Regions from separate parts of the Rattus norvegicus genome. Here region 2 is linked to region 1. Evidence: chromatin contacts called from public Hi-C data. All regions are on one chromosome and are shown on one strand. The core of a region is the stretch at or near the end of the contact, and the rest is flanking DNA. Distances in the headings are between cores, read along the strand shown. Region 1 holds the start of Marcks (myristoylated alanine rich protein kinase C substrate). Region 2 overlaps LOC120098865 (a long non-coding RNA gene).

Evidence for each region. A called contact is a pair of places that touch in the nucleus more often than the background predicts.
Region 2: a Hi-C map of Schwann cells shows a contact between it and region 1, with 10 times the contacts expected there. The contact joins the enhancer-like site here to the promoter of Marcks in region 1. A contact is called at or near these places in 3 of 12 Hi-C or Micro-C datasets (Schwann cells, liver and mammary epithelial cells) and 1 of 1 datasets of contacts at active chromatin or transcription factors (oligodendrocytes).

Annotation. Positions count from the first base shown.
Region 1 is chr20:42,243,602-42,250,379 of GRCr8, forward strand. Marcks (myristoylated alanine rich protein kinase C substrate) reads right to left here and starts at 2,281. Exons shown (of 2, transcript NM_001271090.3): 1 at 1,798-2,281; 2 at 1-279. The coding sequence starts at 1,899. It overlaps LOC120098996 (a long non-coding RNA gene), which reads left to right and starts at 4,423. Exons shown (of 3, transcript XR_005497830.2): 1 at 4,423-4,551.
Region 2 is chr20:42,607,110-42,614,479 of GRCr8, forward strand. It overlaps LOC120098865 (a long non-coding RNA gene), which reads right to left. Exons shown (of 4, transcript XR_005497528.2): 1 at 2,549-7,370; 2 at 2,337-2,422; 3 at 1,478-1,579. Among named protein-coding and RNA genes, the nearest start is that of Trnap-agg35, 130 kb to the left of the region's middle. Within about 2 kb of position 3,697, at least 1 of the 93 cell types and tissues checked has an H3K27ac peak or open chromatin away from gene starts, as enhancers often do. A contact at or near this core is called in Schwann cells, where this site is marked.

The sequences.
Region 1 (6,778 bases), core at 1,031-3,530:
CGACGTGGAGGAGGCAGACGCGCCCTCGGTCTCCGCGGAGGGGGAGCCGGGCTCGGCGGGCTCGGCCTCCGCAGCCTCCTTGTCGGCCGTGGCGGCGCCCGACTCGGGGGCCGCGGCTGCCTCATCCTTATCGGCCGCGGCGGGGGTCGCGGCGCCGCCGCTCGCAGGCTCCTCCTTGTCGGCGGCCGGGGCGCTGCCGTTGGCCTGCAGCTCCTCCTTGGCGCCCGGCTCGGCGGCGGCGGGCGACGCGTCCCCGTTCACTTTTACGTGGCCATTCTCCTACGGGGCAGGGAAAGAAAAAAGACCGGAGCGTCACTCGGAGTGGCCGACAGTGCCGTCCCCGCCCACCCCGGGCCAGCTTAGGAAGGGACCCGGCCGCTCGACCGCACGTGCCCGGCGGCCGGGGAGTGGACAGAAGTCGCCCACATTCCGAGGCCTTCGGATGGGAGCCCATGCTCTGCATCAGGCTACCCTTCCCTCCGCCTCCAGCAACTCGAGCTCTCGGGGCTGCGCATCCCCGGATGGCGCCGGCAGGGGGCGCTGCTCCTCCACCGCGCGGAGCGGAGCGGGGCGCGGGCGGGCGGGCGCTCAGGGGCGGGGCCACCCCGCCCTGCCTAGCCGGGCCCTGCCCGCAGGCCGAGGCGCCCCCGAGCCGGGGATCGCGCAGCCCGGGAGTCCGCAAACAAAGCTCAGGTGGCTGCCCCGGGTCGGCCTCTCCGAGGCTCGGCAACCAGCAGCGCTGGGGAAAACCCATTATGTCTGAAGTCTGGCCTCTGCTCCCACGCCCACCTTCGCCCATAATTCTGCAAATCGGGGTGCGCCGGGACAGCTTCTTTTTGCATTTTTAACGGGCTTAAAGCCTCTAGACAGAGCACGTCTTGCCCCAGTAGGTTTAGAGCAGGCCTTTTTTTTTTCCTCCAGGAAAAGAGGCGTGGTGGGTGCCTGGTGTTTGGGAAGCAGCCACCCATGGCCGACCTCTTGAGCCCACCCAACCATGGCTCTCTGCCTGGGTCGCAGCAGCACTAGGGCAATTCTCGAGGGTGGCCGAGGTGCCATTCACAGGAACGGTCCAGACCAAAACACCAAAACTGCTCCCCTCTTGGTAGGCAGGAAAGGGTCTTCAAAAACCTACTGAGTATTCCCACCACACCAGGATAGCATTTAAAAAGTCATATGGGTGTGTAATTACACAGCTACCAAAGGGGGGGGGCATCGGAAAGGCACTTGGAAAAGCTGCCTGTCCAGCTCTAACCAGCCACCTTTCCAAGAAACCCGAGGCATACTGCCTCTGGATACAATAAGACAAGCCTTCTCTCTCTGCTTGGCTTTCTCCACCGCCATCCACGTTGGCTCCCCCCTTCCTACCCACATACACACACGCGCGCGCACACACACAACCACACCAGAAATCTCAAAGACGACCCAATCTCGACAATAAATACGTGAGCCACCCAAACACTGCTGTGGCCCCAAATGCAAATGCAACCTGGAGGGGCGTTGGGGGGGGTGTGCATCTAACTAGTCACGTTCAGCCAATTTCCAAACCACGCCATTTTAGGCGATTTATCACTCTTCCTCCGGTCTACTCAAGAATTCGCCAGGATCCTTAGGAACCACTCCTTTGGTTCTTATGAAAAATTGACAATTTAGGCTATCGTTACCCATTCAACTTTCAGACTAGGATCTGGCCACGCTCCCCTCCCCGGAATGCATCTCGGGCGCGACCAGAGGGAAGGCGAGGCGTCCAGATTAGAGAAAGACACCCAAGAAATGCCCAGAACCACAGGTAGAATTTACCTGCCCATTTGCTTTGGAAGGCGACGAGGCCACAGCCGCCTCCCCGGGCCTCTCAGCGGCGGCTTCTCCCTTCGCTGCGGTCTTGGAGAACTGTGCACCCATGCTGGCTTCTTCAACAAAGAAACTCAACAGATCCAAGAGAGGAAACAAAGAGCCTTGGGTTGGTGTAACGACGGGGCGAGCAGCAGCAGCGGCGGCAGCAGCAACAGCGGCGGCGGCACACACACCGGAGGGAGGGGGTGGGGGTGACGAGGAGGACAGAAGAGACCCGATTAAATACACTCCGGATAAAAAATTTTTAGTCGAAGAGATCAAAAAGCAGCAGCGCAGGAAGGAGGGAAAAAGGTGGAAAAGTCGAGCACAAAAAAGGAGCCCAAGTGTAGTTTTTTAAAAAAAGAAGTAATAAAAAAAAATCCCAGATTTGTAGCCGCACTGTAGACAAGAGGAAAATGGAGAAATCTCCCTGGTTGCTAATAAGATGCGGGGTCCAACGCCCAAGTGCACAGATGAATGGGCTCGCGGGCGCTGACGCGGCCCCCGCGCGCGCTGGCCAATCCGCGCGCCGCACACAAAGCAGGAGGCGGGGCCTGCGCTCCGGGCGAACAATGGAGCCGCGCTTTGCAAACGGTTTGAAAAATCAGCCTCAGACCGAGAATTAATGTCCTCCAAATAAATAAATCAATTAAAAATTACGTGCTTCTCGTCTCCCTCGGCCAGAAAATAATAATGCATTTCTTGATTGGCTTGCTTTGTTTGGAATTAATTAACACGGGAGGGGGTACTTATGGATGGGGGCGGAGAAAGCCTTAACTTGACTCGCATTGACTCTTGCTGGTCTATATCCGCGTCTGTCTCTAGCCACTCTCTCCCCTCCCCCATCTTCTCTGTGTGTTTACGTGTATAAGTGTGTACGCGAGTGTTAAAGACAATGGATAGGATTTGTGTGCTAGCAGCTTTTTTTTTCCCTCCGCGTTTCATAAGGGTTTCACAGTGCGCAAGGATTTTGGGGGTTTTGTTTGTTTTTTTCTTTCTTTAAACTGCTGCAATTGGTAAATCGTCCCACACTGAAAGGTATTTAAACCACGAAGATCGAATTTCACCTAGCGAGATCTCCAGTTGGAATTAGGTCTGTAGGCCAGATGTGGGAAATGCAAAAGCAGCAAACAGCCTAAGCCATGCTTCTTCCTTTCTCCCAGAGGCGTGAAATAAAATATTTTAAAAATGTTCCTTGGAGCGCTTCAAATCGCGTCTCTCCGGCTATTCCAATTAGCGATCACTTTTCTAAAAAACACAGTGAGGACCATTTGCAGAAGATCGAAACTCGCTAGCATGTTACCGCTGTATGAAACGACATAATTAATTTCCCTCTGTGGTAAAACGAGACGGAGCCTTGAGTGTACGAATCCATATTTACAGTTGGGAGACAGCTACTCTCGTCGACATGAGTTGTTTTCCCAGCTTGCTGCCAACAGCGGAGGGACTCTCATTTTGAACTTGTCCGTGCACAGCATCAAGTGTGCTCCAGGAAGAGAGGCAGCAGCGAGGAAAGTCTACTGAGTCCTAGTCTCAGAAGAAATCGCCTGCACTGTTGAGAGACAGCAAGAAAATCCCTGGAGACTCCACGTCTAACCCAGGCTAAGGCTCTACAGCGGTGTGTAGGATATCTCTCTCGTTCACTACAACCCTTACCACCAGACGCTTTTAGTGTGTGAGAGAGCAGGCGTTGATTTAATGTATCTGGAAGGGAGAAGGGATAGAGGACGCAACTTAATACACATTCATCTACCACCCATATTTTCGCTCATGAGAAAATCCAAACCATCTTTCGGCGTTTGCATTTAATGACTGTGCAACGTGAACGATGGAGGCGAGAATCAGTCGAGGGAATGGTTCGTTTCTCTCGGTGTTGGCTCGGAATGGTCAAACAGTTTTATTTTCTGTTCATTGTAGGGAAATAGGTCACACTTTGAGTGAAAAGGACAGTTGGTTCAAGCCAATAACCCTTTGTTCAAGTGCTGTTTGACAGTCACTGAGCAGAACATCGTTGCGTCAAGTTTCATCTCCTGACTGTCCAGTACCTTTAGATACATTATTCAATCCCGAAGTCATATTCCACAGAGCAACTGGAAGGAACATTTCGTCGAAATGCATCTTGCCAACCAACGTGTTAGCACCCGTAAGGAAGCCTGCTGGCCTGGCCCGAGAACCCAGCAGCCAGGATGGACGCGAATCCCTCATTAGCAGTTCCAACTTGAAAAGCCAACTGGGCTGATCCAATACCACCATCCAGGAGATTCCCAAAAGCTCAAAAGGCAATCTGTGCACCCACCCCCACGGGAACCTTGCCCCTTCCTCTGCGTCTCCCTCCGGTTTTAAATTGGTGTGATTGCTAGTTCGCTTTCGGATTTTTTCTCCCAGACATTCGGGGGCTGCTTTTATAGCTCCTTTGTTAACAGGCTGTCGTGCAGCTTTCCCCCCCTTTTCTTTCTCCGATGCCTATTTGCCTGGTATCGGCTCGTCTCCGGGGCAACCGCGGGGAAGATTCGGAGCCCGAGGCGCCGGGAGGGGGAAGGGGCGGAGCCCGGCGGTGTGGGGGCGGGGAGGGGCGCGAGGGGAGGGGTGCAGGGAGTGGGTCAGGAGGAGACCCCAGGACCCACGCCGAGCAGATGGCCGTGTCGAGGCGGAGCCCATGAGCGTCAGGGGAGCGGGGGAGCCAATCCCTCCCTGCAGCAGCGCGGGAGCGAGCCAACGAGAGTAAACACGCGGGCTGTCCCCCTGTGGTCCCTATTTTGCAGCTGAAGACGTGATTTCCTTTGGTTAAGGAAACGCATCGCCAGTGTGGTTGGAAAGCTGGTGGTCCCCGGGAGAGCGGGTGGAGAGGCGGGTTTGGGCCGAGCTCTGAAGTCTCCCTCTCCCCTTCCTCCCTTCCCACCCAGACTCAAGCACCCCCTAAGCCTGGCGGGGGGTGGAAGAGGCGGGTGGATGGGAGAGAGCGGGGCGGGGCTGGGAAAAGGGAAGAGATTGACTCTTGCTATGAACCATAAGGAATGCTAGCAAACTAGTGGAGCTGCTGGTCTTTATGTGCTAGAGTTCCCCCAACAGTTTGGTGGTCTCCCCGTGGAGTTAAGGATTTCGGGGGTGGGGGGAGAATCCAGATGCATTTACATAAGTGAGATTAAAGAATCCAGGACATTAAAAATAGGAAAGTAGAGCCTGGAGCCAACTCGACAGGGGGGAAAAGAGACTTTTATTCTCCATTTGCGCTCTTTATGGAGGGATGTGGTGTGTACAAGCAGACAGTCTTAGTATGCAATCCAGGCTGGCCTCCAACCTTTTGCAGCCCAGGCTGCTCTAGAACTCATGCTCCACAGGGTCAACTTCTTTTTTTTTTTTTTTTTTGTTGTTGTTGTTGTTGTTGTTGTTCTTTTTTTCGGAGCTGGGGACCGAACCCAGGGCTTTGCGCTTCCTAGGTAAGCGCTCTACCACTGAGCTAAATCCCCAGCCCCCAGGGTCAACTTCTTAACTGCTGGCCACTAACAGGGGCGTGCCATTACTGCCTGTGGAACAATAGGTAAAGGGTGCTTGCCCTCAAGTTTGAAAACTTAAGTTCCATCATCCCAAGACCCAGATGGTGTGTAGACAGCACCAATTCCAGAAAAGGTTCCCTGACCTTAATATGCACTGAGGGGACATACCCTCACTGCTGGCATACACTGCAAGAAAAATTAAATGTAACACGATGTAATAATTCGTACACAGTCTTCCTTAAGGGTAAAATCGAGTGTGTTTAAGAGGTCTCAAAGTTATTTTTCCATAAAGCATTAGCATCTAAACTTTAGAGATCATTGTACAATACCTTGAGGGTACGCTTTATGTGAGAACCTTGCCCTGTAGGACAAGAAAGACAAAGACAGTCCCTGATCTCTGGGTGCTTACATTCAGCCAATCAATCTATTGAGCTTGAAGTCTCTCATTTGCCAGGGGAAGACATGAGGCAACCAATAAGGAAGAAGCAGCAAACCTCAGTACTTCCAACATGGCGAAAGGGAATCGTCACAAACACGTAAAAATGTGAGGTTAAATCGCTATGCTGCGAGGGAGAACCCAAGGCGTGCTAAGAAAGTATAATACAGACAGAAGAGTTAAAGAGCCTTCCGAATGTGGCATTGAAGTGGATGCCTAAAGAGGAAACAGGATTGAGCTAGGGAAAGAGGCAAAGAGAGAGATGCAGAGGTGCGAATAACCCCTGAGGAGAGGGGAGAGAAGAGTTTGTGGTAAGAGATGGATGGGAGGTGCACACCGATGCATCTAAGATGCACCACAGCAGAAATCAGAGGTCAGGATGGTTTAAAATGTCAGTGTAAGAAGAGCACTGTCCCTGCCAGCACGAGTTCAAATTCTAAACACTAAAAAGTCAGCCCAGGTGCTCCAGTAAGCCCAGTGCGGGGGGGGGGGGGGGGGGGATCTCAGGGACTTCCTGGCTGCCAGCCTAGCTCCGGGTTTAGTGAGAGAGTAATAGGCACCTGATTATAGAGAGAATATCTTGTGCATTGTATGGATATACCACCGTCAATTAAAAAGCCTCTGGTTTAGGCAGGAAATGGGTGGCGGGACCCCTGGGAGGCAGGAAGAATTCTGGGATAGGGCCAGGTGCTGGAGATTCACCTGGGAAGATTGGAAGTGAGGGGACACAGTGTACCTGAGCTCAGGAAACCAGCCCTATGGGAGAATGTAGATTAGAATACATGAGTTATGTTTAGTTATGATCTAATCAGAAAAGAGCTTAGCATTATGGCCAAGGTATTTGTAAATATATTTTGAGTCTGAGTCTTATTTCTGGGAATAGGGGGCTGGGAGGAAGAACCAGGCCCAACTTCTATATCTGATAACTCCTCTGAGATTTACTCATTTATGCACATGAGCATGGGCCTTCTGTATACCAGTGCATATACCACACTCACCCATGTATACAGCACTACAC
Region 2 (7,370 bases), core at 2,447-4,946, 360 kb after region 1:
ATAGCTTATGGCATCAGAGAGCGTTTTAGTCAGCATTAATGCATACTTGAGATGTGTTGAGCAGCAGAGGGAGTTCAAGTGATTTCACCTCCAGATGGAGAGTCTCTTTAACTCAAATTCTAGGGCCACGTTGATTCAGTTGAGGCAAAACTTTGAGTCTCATATTTAGGCATCTCCTCCAGGGAAACCTGTTGATCATGGCTGCTGTTTTTGCTCAGCAACCATTGCCTACCTAGCAATATGATAACAATTTTTAGCTCCTAAGCTTACAGACCTCAAGGTAAAAGCTAAAGGATGCATGAATTCCCAATGTACCCTTTAAGGATGAGAGACTCTCTCTAAATAAGCAATCTGGTAATAAAAAGTCACGAAAAAAATTACTGACTTTTCATTTCAAGAGTGTGCAATTACATTCATTGAGAAATTCCACTTGGGTGAGAGATTCCACTTTTCCGTTGATATTCTTTTATTTTAACCACAGAATGGAAAAACCTACCATGTACTTCTAGTATGTTCTATAAATGTAAGAATCATCATTGTTCAACTTGAACACAGGAAATATGCTTTATGCCATAAGACTAGGTTGAATTGGCTAACAAATATTCCTGTATTCATGAGAAAGAATGAATGAAACATAATTGTACACCTTACTGTGTTTAGAATAGCTGGAAAGCTCATAGCTTGCTGATGGAAATATAAAAATGCCACTTCATTATGAAAAGTTGATTATTTCCAGAAAAAAAATCCTATGACTAAGCCATTCCATGTGCATTCAGAAAAAGTTTTCCATTAGAATAAAACATTATTCATAATAGAAAAATGTCATCAAGGAAAGAGTAGCCAACTTTGTTACCTCAGATAGATAAAGTCATGAATGAATAATGTTATTAGGTCAACAAGAGACCACACATGTGATATTAATCCCTTAAGACTGTATTGCTTAGTGCTGTTGGGGCCATCTTCATTTATGGATGTACATACTGTGCTTATCCTGTGTACATCAAGTACATAGTGTGCTCAAGTAAAAAAAAAGATGCATTTTGTAGGCCATGTCTCTGTTGTCAAGTAATTATGTAAAATTATTAGTCAGCAATAAATAGAATAAACTCCCAATACATTAGAAATGGGGTTGAGAAGAAAATCAGAAAATCAGAAATCAAACAGGAGACATGATTTGATTTACATAAAGGGCAGGAACAGGTCAGACTCATCCATGTGATACAATCAGAATGGCAGTACCTATATACATGGGAAGGCATTACTGACTGCAGAGTAAGTGAACAGTTGGTGAAAATATTCTACAAATTGGTAAGGCTACGACAGAGTGACATTTTCATAAAATTTTATCAAAATCTATAATAACGATTTTTCTTTCACTGTATACAAATTACATAATAACACACGCATAGAAATTTTCAAGCCTCATTACCATAGCAGGGGAATAAGCTTTAAAAGGGAAGTTTGTGTAAATACTTACTGAAGAAAAGCTGAAAGAGTAGAGGTGGGGAACCCATAGTTAATGTCCATTTAATTTTATAGTTTATTTTTGGCTGACAGAGAGACAGTTGCTGGACCATTTCTAAGAACATAGGGATAGACAGAAATAAAGATTGTTAATGGTGGTGTATACATTTAGATCCCTGCATTAGTTAAAGAGGATATGAATGTGGTTCTATTCTACCACTTTAAAGACCACATGTTTTCAATATATAGGGAGATAGGGCCCTTAGCAAGACTAAGCCCATTGAAGGTGCTCACGAGAAGGACAGCTGTCCAGGACAAGTTTGACTATACCCAGTGGCTAGGATTCATTCCCGAAGACATGTAAGGCCTTGGTTGATGAGATTGCCCCTGTACACCCTTACCACAGGCATTTTATTTTATTTTAATGAGGACTATTTATTTGTTTGTTTACTGTATGTCCTGCTATCTTCCTAGTTATAGGGTTCAACTAAAGTCATCAGTTCTGCATGAGTGTATTTCCACCTATTATGTAATCTGACTGCTGGCCCAAAGGTTAAAATTATACATAGAGGAGTGATAGGATGAGACAGAGACACTGGCTGTAAAATTTATTCTAACTTCGTGTGGTTAACGTGAGTGGGGCCAAGGTTAGTTGACTCTGTTGGTGTTCCTGTAGAGTTCCTATCACCTTCTGGGCCTGCAATCCTTCCCCCCAATTTTTCCATAAGAGAACCCATGCTCCATCCACTGTTTGAGTGTGGGTGTTTGCGTCTATCTGAGTCATCTGCTAGGTGAAACCTCTCAGAGGACAGTCATGCTAAACTGCTGTCTGCAAGCATAACAGAGTAATAGTGTCAGGGATTGGTGCTTACCCATAGGATGGGTCTCAAGTTGGGCCTCTTATCGGTTGGTCATTCTCAGTCTCTGCACTATCCCTGTTTCGGCATTTCTTGTTGAACTGTCAACCAAAGTACACACATATGCTGGAGACCTAGATCTCCGAGCAGTTATGTATCAGATGTGCAGCTTGGTCCTCATCCGGGTCCCAAACAACTGGAACAGGGGATATCCCAAAAGCTGTTACCTGTACATGAGCTCTGTTCTTCTAGCTGGGGTGCCTTGTTTGGCCTCGGTGGCAAAGAATGTGCCTAGTTTTGCAGACTTGGATGGAAGGTCCTTGGAGGCCCTCACCTGATCAGAGAAGAGAAGGGGGTGACTGGGAGGGAGACAGTGAGCAGGATAAAAAGTGAATAAGTAAAAAATAAATGATGAGTTAAACAATGAGTAAGGCTGAGAACATTGCCTAAAACACTTTCTGTATATCTATTTGTATGTGTGTATGCTGTGGTTGTTTGACCAATTTCATTGCTATATAGCCTAAGAGTGTTGAGAATTGAGGTCTTAGTTTCTAGGCTTTCAAAATAATCGAGGTGAGCTTGCAAGACTTCTGTAAAATTCTGTGGAAAGGCCAGTGAGTTGCCCAGGGCATGAATCTCCATGGTAGCCAGCAGTCATGCAAGCTCAGCAACAGACCTCCACATAGGAGGAGCCTTTCTGTTGGGAAGTCTGGCAATTTCCAAGCCATCTAAAATGCAAATGGAAAGGTCCACATCCACATAGCAGCTTAATAACAAGGCGCCATGGTAAATGCGAAAACCATCTACGATCATGTTCCCTATGGAGAGAATGGTTTTCCAGCACACAGGATTCTGCTGTATCTGTGAGCCCAGCTTTATCCTAGGGCAAATGGCAGAGAATTTGACCAAATGTGAGCTTTCTGACTGACTGCACAGCAGGCAATTGTGCTACTCCAACATGTGAAGGTTCAGCTTGGCCTCAGTCTGAAGGCTTGAATGGTGACCTCTAGGGTGCTAAACACAAAATAAGCCTCAAGCATGCTAGGCAGCCACTCTACTGACTGGCTATGTTTTCAGGCAACAATACATTTCTTTTTAAACTATTTGTTACATATTAGTACTTTATTCCTTCAAAACTGTAGCCAAAATATCAACTAGGAATTCTGATTTCTTACCTCGCGAATAATTTTGATGAGACAGACTTAGAAAAGACCAGAATGAGAGGTTTTAAGTGGTAAAAATGGGCACAAAGAAGGCCTTAAAAGATCTTGCCTGGGGACAAAAGAGGATTATAAGCAAATAACAGAAGGCATTGTAGGAGGAGCAGATAAAACTAACTGCTCTGTGGGAATAAGGGATTATGAAATCCAATCATGGAGAATCATTTGCAGTTTTCTGTTGTAGTGTGTATGCTGGCAGGAAACAGGCTTATTAGCTGGATCAGGCCTATGTGGGTCTTCTTCATGGCCACAGAGCTGGCTAATGAGCTATATCTGGGCAGTCTGAGTCCACAGTCAAGCGTGTGTTACATCACACCACACTGCCTCTGAGTCCACAGTCAAGCGTGTGTTACATCACACCACACTGTGCCTCTGAAGACAAGCCACACATGTGTAGAATTCAATGAGGACACCAGTGACAAGCAACTCTATGATGAGACGCAGGACACTTGTGCTTCTAGAGGCAGTGCTACCACCAGAGGAACAAAGCAAGATGAGAATTGAAGACCTTTTGAAAATTTGTTTTCTCGGTTCTTGTCACTTCCTATAGACAAACTCATTGTCTCCCACTGACTGACGCTACACCTGACCTACACGAACTTCCTTATGGGAAGGCTTCATGCTTTTTTTCTTTTGAAAAACATGAACACCCATCAGCAATTTTGGCCTAAGCGAAGGCCCCTAAAAGTCTGGAGGAGCAGTGGGAAGTGTGCTTTCTATGCATAACCCTGACAGTGAGGGATGTGCCATTTTCCTGAGGCAGGATGTCTTTCTAACCTTGAACATGAAGCCAGACAACTTTCATGCTCCCATAATCCAATCATGAGATGGGCATGAGGCAAGAACTCAGCCTTCTCAAAGGCAGAAAGATCGGAAAGAAGGAAGATGGGAGATGGCCAGTAAGTCCCAAACTGAACATAACTAACCCATTAGTTCCATAGTCCACCGTCCAGGTCTACTGGAATGGTATTTTATGCCTCTTTGTGCGAGTCTTGTCCTCTAAAATAAAATGTCACACTCAATACTGAACTGTAAGTCGAGTAATGAATTAAGTACATTACTTTAAAATCTTTTTTATTTTCACAATTTATTAACTTGGGAGTCGTCTTTGGAGACCTGAATGACATCTGTCAGGGCCTGAGTTCTCTGTAAGGCAGTAGCCACTTTCCCTTTGCCAGGCCTTCTGGTCCTCCAGGGTTCTGACCTTCTGGTATTCCAGTGAAATCTCAGTTAGCTCACAACAAAGGGGGTGTTTGGGATTGACTTGGGGGGGTACGAGGTCTTCTTGGGGAAGTACATTTCAATTATCACCTTCTAGTCACACCCTTCTTTTTTATTTTTTAACCAGGGTGTGAAATAGAGGGACCTTCAAGATGATTCTCTCTTTAAGATGCATCAGACTATTGCACAGAGAAATCAGTGACCCACAGATGGCCCTTAGTTCCCCTTTTTTTACCCAACAATGTGTTTGTATTTCTGCTCACCCAATACTTTTGACCCTACTCTCAAGAGAAGATATTTTCGCCCTCTTAAGGCAAATCTTTTCTCTATAGCTTCTTAAAATCCTCTAGTCTGTCTACTTGTGACTTAGTTTTTTCTTTACTTCCACTCCCTTATACTTTTCAATCTTAGAGTTCAATATCTTTTTCTATGTAGAAGGCAATGTACTGCACACACACACACACACACACACACACACACACACACATTCTTTCTTTTTTTTTTATTGAAGATTATAGGTGAGTGGGTAGGACAGGGTTTCTCTATGTGTCTAGCCTAGACTCAAACTTGGGAGCCTCTTGCCCCAGCTTTCCAAACTCTGGGTGTACAAGCATGTGCCACTGAACTCAATAAAAGAAATACATTTATTTTTTAAAGTATAATTTATTTGTCCCAGATATTTTTTTTCCTCCATCCTTATGAAGCAAGACCTTTACCTGAACTCTGGTGGAGGTTGAGGGGAAGCACCAGCAGCCCAAATCAATGTGTGGGTACTCAGTTCTTCTGGGCTTCAGGAATTCAATTCCTGACAACGTTCCTATAAATGGCTTCCTATAAACCATTCCTGACACAATGCAACTTGACACAGAGCATGGGAATCACATGAGCATCTAAGACACTTACTTTGGAACACTTACCACAGTGTTCTGAGTAATCAACACCTAATGGTCTTCTCCTTAGGTGGGAATAATTGGTGCAACAATAGGCTGGCCATGGTCTGACCACTGTTCCCCCCACCAATCTTTCTTTCTCTCTCCCTCCTCCTTCTCCTCCTCCTCCTCCTCCTTCTTCTTCTTTCTTCTCTCTCTCTCTCTCCTTTTTACATTCTTTCTCCCCCCTTTTTATGTCATCTTGAAACTAAGACTCAAAAGCAGGCACCGATGATAGATATGTATATATACATATATATATATATATATATGGATATATACACACACACACTCACACACATACCCTTTTTCAATGGGTTCACAAGTGTCTAAACTTGGCATTGCACAAAGCAAACCATTGAAAAAAACAACCCAGTATCTTCTCTTCTTCCACATTCCACATACTTTTACTTCTTGAGCCAAGTGGACCTCTGTGACAGCTTTCTGTGATTCTGGCACCTCAAATTGGCCATTACCTCAAACTCCAAACATGTACGTATACATTATACGCATATACATACACATACACATATATATTACTGCATATTGAAGGGTTTTCCACATGTCAGACAAGTACTTTACTAGAGAACTCAATAAACGTCTATTTCCCCCTATCATGATCTAACTTCACTGTCCAGCTTCTATGTCCATCCTAAATTTTGTCCTATTCATTTTTCTAGAACCCAAACAGGCTGCTGCCCACATATTCCCAGACATTCCTTTAACTGAAGTCACTAAGAAATGCCTTGTAGCTTGATCACACTGTTCAGGCCTCATCTCTCTCTCTCTCTCTCTCTCTCTCTCTCTCTCTCTCTCTCTCTCTCTCTTTCCCAATTTATCCTCTGTGGGTGGGCTTTCCTTATCCTCCCTTGGATGTTGGCTTTTCTGAGTTCTGTTCTCAGGCTATTTTCTTTCTCACTGACTACTTTTCTGGAGTCATCTTAATCTCTCTCATCTCCAGTTCCTGCTTCCCGGTGGAGGGTTTCCCAGATCAGTATCTTTAGCGCCTTGTCTTTTGATCAATCTGTATCCTCACCCCTCATCCAATGGGCCTTTCTCCAGTGAGTTCACAAGCATCTAAATTTGGCAGTGAAAAAAAAATTAACGACGAATAAACAAATAGCCCAGTATCTTCCCCCTCTCCACATCCCACATACTTTACATCTTGAGCCAAGTGGAACCCCACAACAGCTTCCTGTGATTCTGGTACCTCAAACCCCAAACATATCTGGCTTCTATTCCCACTGGTAATTCGTTATTTAGGTGTTTATCATATCTCTCCAGCATGGAGATGATCTAGCCCATTAAAGAACAAAACAAACACAAACTTCAAATCGCCTCAGTTTAATTCACTCCCACACTGATGCTGGAGGGGAATCTCTAAAATGCCGCCCGATTGTTAGATGCAGTTACCAGAGGGCAGCATTTGAAACTCTGTTAAAATGTGCTCTATCCATTTCCAAGCCCTTGCTCCTCCCTTTTCTCCCTCTTCATTTTCTTTCCTCATATTTACTTTGTCTCAAATCATCTTGAGTTACCCCAAACTTACCTTGCTTCTTTTGAGCTTGTAGCCGTCCCCCTACCCTTCCTCCTTGTCTAGATCTCCTTCCTCTTCATGTCTCTCTCCCAAGAAGCACTAGTTAATCCCCACCCCTGGTTATACCCTGCTTTAGAGCTTA